2 separate regions of the Sus scrofa genome follow, and region 1 is linked to region 2. Evidence: chromatin contacts called from public promoter capture Hi-C data. All regions are on one chromosome and are shown on one strand. Each heading gives the region's core, a stretch centred on a gene start, on an enhancer-like site or on the middle of the called end of the contact. The rest is flanking DNA. Distances are from core to core; before and after follow the strand shown.

Evidence for each region. Promoter capture Hi-C pulls out the DNA fragments that hold promoters and counts their contacts.
Region 1: a contact with region 2 is called in a promoter capture Hi-C map of liver, with 4 times the contacts expected there. The contact joins the promoter of ERP44 here to the promoter of SEC61B in region 2. A contact is called at or near these places in 2 of 5 promoter capture datasets (fetal skeletal muscle and liver), 3 of 47 Hi-C or Micro-C datasets (heart right ventricle, psoas muscle and skeletal muscle) and 2 of 2 datasets of contacts at active chromatin or transcription factors (alveolar macrophages and skeletal muscle).

The regions. Positions count from the first base shown.
Region 1 is chr1:241,895,783-241,899,111 of Sscrofa11.1, reverse strand. It overlaps ERP44 (endoplasmic reticulum protein 44), which reads left to right and starts at 1,680. Exons shown (of 12, transcript NM_001137629.1): 1 at 1,680-1,819. The coding sequence starts at 1,763. INVS (inversin) reads right to left here and starts at 1,427. Exons shown (of 17, transcript XM_021066620.1): 1 at 1,185-1,427.
Region 2 is chr1:240,983,760-240,987,007 of Sscrofa11.1, reverse strand. SEC61B (Sec61 translocon beta subunit) reads right to left here and starts at 1,835. Exons shown (of 4, transcript NM_001243825.1): 1 at 1,744-1,835; 2 at 1,455-1,552. The coding sequence starts at 1,746. ALG2 (ALG2, alpha-1,3/1,6-mannosyltransferase) reads left to right here and starts at 2,192. Exons shown (of 2, transcript NM_001101029.1): 1 at 2,192-2,555. The coding sequence starts at 2,208.

The DNA.
Region 1 (3,329 bases), core at 431-2,930, 910 kb before region 2:
AGTTATATTTATATATACTTTGTCTCTTAATTCTTAGCATTTAGCACAGTAACAGCTATGTAGCTGGTGTTCAGGAAATGTTTGTTGAATGAAAAGTCGTAGGCTGAGTGCTAAGTCCAGAGAGTGAGCAGGGTCAAAGTTTAGGTTCTTGGAGTAAGGAGTTCATACTCATGAGTCTCTGTTCTTTAATTCCTCATTTGTCTGTCAGAGAGTTCACTGAGTGGTATGGAGATAAGAACACTGGACTAGGAGAAGAGACCTAATTAAAAATTTTGGCTCTACCGCTATTTACTTTTATTAGTCCAAGAAATCCATTCTTCAGGGTTCTTTTTTCTTTTCTTTTTTTAGCTCAAATATATATATATGTATATGCATGTATATACATATATATTTAGTTATAATGCTTTTTGTAAACTTCTATAGATGAAAATCAAAACCACTTTGTTAATTAAGGAATGCTATAAATGCAAAAGTACCATCATCATCAACTAATTACAAAACAAGCCAGTGTAGTAAATGCTCCAGTAATTCTAACTATAGAAAACTAGTGGTGCTGTAGTCACAAGCAAAGAAGAGTAATTTTGATTAAATCCAAAGTGTTGATTGTTTGGTAAGTTGTCACTGATGGTGACAGTTGAGATGCTATCCAAGTAGAGAAGAGAAGCTTCCATTCAGGCAGCAGGGAAGTTGAAGGAAAGGCAAGGGGTAGGGAGAACCACAGAAGAGCCAAGTACCTCCTGATTACTTGGCAGTGATTGTGTGGCTACCACTTGGGGCATGTGCCTTGGCTGGGTTGGAGAGCTAACCCAGCTCAGGTTAAGTTCCTCAACTACTTGGCTAACGAATTTTGTAATTATTCTGTAAGAGTGATCCACGCATTAGCAGCAATCACTCTCGCACTGAGTTTTCACTTTACAACGTGCTCTTCCAGTCCATCCCATATCTATTCCGTACAGGAGCCAAAGAAACAATTAGGGTTAAGTTATTGACACATTCCACTGAAACCCAGAGAAGTGGTTCTTTTATAATGCAGGAATTAGTGCAGAAAGAAGAGGTAGCAGGCAAGGAGGCTAGTGATGGAGGTTCAGGCCACAACTCAGGCCAAGAGGCCCTTGAGTTTGAGGCAGGGGCCAAGGCGTGGCAGATTGTTTAGTGCCTCCCCAGCGATGCCCCCTCCTACTCACCCTCGCCTCCTCCAGGACTCACTTCCTAGGGGTGGCTCCAGGAGGGACGAGCCCCGCTGGCCCGACCCTCTCACCAGGTCAGGCCACTACATCCGGCTGGGATAGAGCCCACCGTGCTAAAACTAGCGGAATCCCTCAGAAGGCCGTCCCAGTCTCTCGACTGTACAGCCTTCTGGGAATTGTAGTTCTCATCTTCTAAAACACAGGAGTGCACCCGCCCTCCGCCCTTTCTATCCCACAGGTCCCCGCGCGCAGCGGAATCGGTGGACTCGGGCCAAGAGCCTGATGGGAAAAGAGTTCTGGGCGCCCGCTGTCCTGATCCTTGAAAATGGCCCAGGACTACATTTCCCTAGATGCTCCGAGGTGGGCAGGACCCGGAAGTGAGGATGTGAGAGGCCTCTCTGGAAATTGTCCCGGGTGTTCGCCGCTGGAGCTCCGGGTCGAGAGGACGAGGTGCCGCTGCCGGGAGAGTCTTCCGCTACCGCCGGCTCCCGGAGCCCAGCCCTTTCCTAACCCAACCCAACCCTCTCCAGTCCCAGCCGCCAAGGCCCGTCCCTGCCGCGGACCCCGGCTTTACCATGAATCCTGCCGTCTTCCTATCCTTACCCGACCTCAGATGCTCCCTCCTGCTCCTGGTGAGTGAGTGAAGGAATGACAGACCCTTCGACTGACTCACGGACGTCCTCCCCCGCTAGCCAAGAGGCTTACAGCTGCCCCGACTCCTGCTTTCCTATCTTTTCTTCTAGTGGCGAGGAGTGCACCTTCTCCTGCTGCCTTCATTCTCGACATCCGTCTGTCCGCTTCCCAGGCCCGGGGTTCCCAAGGCCTGAGAAACCACTGTCGGAGGTTGGGACCTGTGAACAGGAGAATTAGCCCTGAATGAAGGATCTTTGGGAGGGTGACGGCTAGTAGCGCCCCTTCCCACGGAGTTCGGAGGTTGTTTTGGTCTAAAGGGCTCGTGGACTTCGTGGTAGCCTAAGTCCAAAAGGACGGGGGATAGACCTACTGCTCCCTCCCACCCCCTCCTTTTGGGAAAAATGTGAGGCCGACAGGTGCTGGGGTCGTGTGAATCTCTCTAGAGCCCTGAAACGGTGCCCGGTTTGGCGGAGCCCTCTGTTGTGGCTTGATACGATTGGTTGGGAACCCGGAACTGGAAACTGGTCTGGTGTCCACCGGGGGAGTAAAGGTTTGAAGGGTGGAGGCTTTGATTACCAGAAAGCCTCAGCTCAGGGCCTCACTCACGTCTTGTTTCACTGCCCCCCACCTGAAATATAAGCACATTTGTTCTTTAGTGCTCCTGATTTGTGAATGACCTGGTCTTCTGTATACATACGCACTTACTCTTTAACTCTCTCACCGGCTCAGTACCATCCCATCTTGTAAAGGAATCTTCCCCTGGTCCTTCTTCCTCCAAAGTACATCTTTGTGCAACCTAAGTAATCCAAGCTGCAGGTCACATTGAGGCAAAAGTGAAAGACTAACTCCATATGATAAAATGATATACCTTTAATTGTTGTTATAATACAATACTTGAAAATACTTTAATCAGTTTATTTTTTAAAAGCTGAATTTAAGGTGAACATTAAGTCATAATCACTCTTTATATTGTGAGAAACATAATTGACATATAGCTGGTTACTGGCAGAACTGGAATTTGAAGCAGGTCTATGGACTCTCAGTGCTTATTCTACCATATTATGTTAAATTTTTAATATTTGCGTTTGAAATAATTTCTCTCTCTCTATACCTTCTCTTCTTGTTTCCCCTTCTCTTCTCTGTGCTTCCTCTTTCTTTGTGATTTCCAAATCATATGCAAAAGCCATACACAGTACTTGAACCTTTTCAGAGAAAGTATTATAAAAAACTAAAGTGGATGTCATAGTTCTTCCTAGAACTAAAAGTTGAATATGAACATGGTAGTGCTAAATGATAAAAGTGTCTTATTGTCACTTAAAACTAAAAGTAATGAGTAGCTTCTGTGTAGAGGAAAATACTCTTTGTAGAGCTGTTTCTAGGCAATTGCATTATATACTGTGGGTCTCTCCTTCCAAAAATACTGAAGTAGTACTCATTGTTATTAGAGACCATTCTCTCTTTAAGGATAATAGATAGTAGTCTTTTCCTTACCCATAAAAGGGTCAGAAT
Region 2 (3,248 bases), core at 586-3,085:
TGTATGTCTTCTTTGGAGAAATGTCTATTTAGGTCTTCTGCCCATTTTTTATTGTGTTGTTTGGATTTTGTTGTTGTTACTGAGTTGTATGAGCTGTTTGTGTATTTTGGAGATTAAGCCCTTGCCAATTTCATCATTCGCAAATATTTTCTCCTATTCTGTGGGTTGTCTTTTTGTTTTGTTTACGGCTTCTTTTGCTATACAAAAGCTTATAAGTTTGATTAGGTCCCATTTGTTTATTTTTGCTTTGATATCTATTGCCTTGGGAAATTAAGAAAACATTGACACGCATTATGTCAGAATGTTATGCCTATGTTCTCTTCTAGGAGTTTTACACTGTCATGTGTTGCAGTTAAGTCTGCAAAGAGTGCCACTTTTAGACAATACATTTCAGTTTCACTTCACAGAAGAGAGGGAGAAGAGAGGTGGTTTGGCTGGGGGGGAAAAACACCACCAAGAGCCTTGGCACCCCCCACTGCCTGCAGTTTTTTGTTTGTTTGTTTGTTTTTTCTTAAGAGCCTCACCCAAAGCATATGGAAGTTCGCAGGCTAGGGGTTGAATCAGAGCTGCAGCTGCTATCCCACACCACAGCCACAGCAATGCAGGATCCCAGCTGCGTGTTCGACCTACACCACAGCTCACGGCAATGATGGATCCTTAACCCACTAAGCAAGGCCAGAGATCGAACCTGCATCCTCATGGATACTAGTCGGATTCGTTTCCTCTGAGCCACGACTGGAACTCCCAGCCTGCGTTTTTTAAGTTCAGCAACAAGAAACCAACATGGACACTAACCACTACAATGACAGAATCAGAGCAGAGTATTAAAATGGAAATAACCTAGAGAAGACAAAAATTAGGTAGAATATTTCCTAGGTGAGAGACTGAGTCAGAAGAAATGGATAAGGAAAGAACTGTTGAGAAAGTTTCCCTGTACAATGTAAAGGTACAGGATAGAGCCACAGCATTAAATAATAATCTAAGATGACACCGATGTTCTGGCTTGGGTGAACAAGTATGTAGCAGTTGCCATATGGAAGTAAAGAGATATACTTGGGAGCAGACGTTGAGGTGAACGGAGAGACAAGAATTGTGTATTAGACAAGTCGTGTTAGTTTGAGTCTGTACAGGATTTCCAAACACTAATGTTGAGTGTAAAGCTCAGGTCTAGAGACAGGAGATTAATGACATCAGTTTTCTTAATGTTGCTTCCGGCCTCACCCCAGTTTAACTTTCTTATTTCAAAAGTGATGCTCAAAACTGAACATTGGGAAGAAAATGTCTCCCTCTCGAGACACAAAACACCAAAAGTCTTTTAACTATCGCTACGGCCGCACCACCTGCATCCTTTCGCCCCTGTGAACCGTAACATCAGAAGTCTCCTTGTCAGAACCAGAGAATTCCTGGGCCGGATCCCTCCGAGCCCACCTAGAGAAGATCGCAGGGGTCCTTACCTCTGCCGGACCGTGGATCCTGCCGCCCGGGCGGCCACTGCTTTGCTGGGAGAGCGTCCTGAGGAGCCCACGTTGGTGCCACTGGGCGTCGGACCGGGCTGTGGAGGGAGACAAGGTGAGAAACGGGTTAGCGCCGCCGGCCGGCCCCCAGACCCCGGGCCCTGACGGCGAAGACCTGCACCGGGGCCTGGGGGAAGCAAAGGAGCCGCGGAAGAAGGACAAAGCATACGGCAAAAATCAGGGCGCATGGGAGAAGCCGGGACAAGAAGGCAAGGCTGGGGCCACATACCATGCTGGAAACTGGAGAGAAGCAGGCAACTGAAGTTGATGGCGGGGAAACGGTAGAGCCCTCAACAGACCAGCGGCCGGAGAGACTGATTCTGGTCCCGCCCCCGGACCTGCTGGCAGGGTCCTCGCTGACTCCAGGGACGCCTGGGCTGTCCGACTATGTGCCTGGAGGAATTTTAGTACAGGCGACTTAGTGCTGTATAGGAATTACAGACTTCCTATCTTTTCACTTGGATCACAGAGTCCTTCCTAGAGTCCAGTCTCTGCCAGTGGGAGATCCCAGCCATGGTCAGACGAGAAATTTCCTCCGGCAGTTACTAGTTGCCCACAGATTCGCGCTGATGTGGCCTAACCAACGCGCACACCGCGGGGCGTGGTCGATCCCCAGAAGGGCCCGCTGGGAGGACGGGGAAAAGAGCATGCGCGGAAGCCCTTAAGCGTCCGCGCCGAGGCGGCTTCTGGACGATGGAGGAGAATCAGGGCCAAGATGAGGACCCGGGTCCTAAGCCGTCGGTGTTGTTCCTACACCCGGACCTTGGCGTGGGCGGCGCCGAGCGGCTGGTGCTAGACGCGGCGCTGGCGCTGCAGGCCCGCGGATGCAGCGTGAAGATCTGGACCGCGCACTACGACCCGGGCCACTGCTTCGCCGAAAGCCGCGAGCTGCCGGTGCGCTGCGCCGGGGACTGGCTGCCGCGCAGCTTGGGCTGGGGCGGCCGCGGCGGCGCGGTGTGCGCCTACCTGCGCATGATTTACCTGGCGCTCTACGTGCTTTTCCTCAGCGACGAGGAGTTCGACGTGGTCGTATGCGACCAGGTGAGGTGGCCACACCAAGCCATCGCCGAGCCTCTTTTAACTCTGTATGGAGGGCGCGCTGCATGACCTCTGAATTTCTCTGTGTTGTTCGGAAACATCGAAACTGATGTGGAGCGATCAGAGTTGGGAGTGACGCTGGTGCTCGAACTTTAGTGTGAACACGTTAAAGTTGCGGATTACTTGGCCCCACCCTCGGGTGTTTTCATCCTAGACCCCTGAGGTGGTGCCCGAAATCTGCATTTTCACTAGATCGTCGATGAATCTGAAACGACGGGCCTTGGTGCTCGCTCTAAGAAAACAGGAGTATTAGAAGTCAGCCTTCAGTCACCTTTTACTTCTGAGTAACTCGTATTTCTTCCTTCTTTGCATTATTCCTGTTGACACTACTTCCAGGCCACATATGGCCCACTATAGCACGTGCAGCCGGACCACCCCACTCCTTAGCAGTGTCATGTGTTAAAAACCCCAAGCTAAACAGGTGCTGTCCCTTTCAAAACTTTAACATGGTTTCCCACTAGTCTTTGGAGAAAAGTCTGGGTTCTTTACCTTGGTAAATAATGTCCACCTGGATCTGGGCTCTAGCTATTCTAGACTCTTTTTATGTATTTTTTTTTTCCAAAAAAAAATTTTCATCTTAAAAAGTCACATTTACTGATGGAGTTGTCGTGGCCCGGGGGCCCATGAATCCGACCA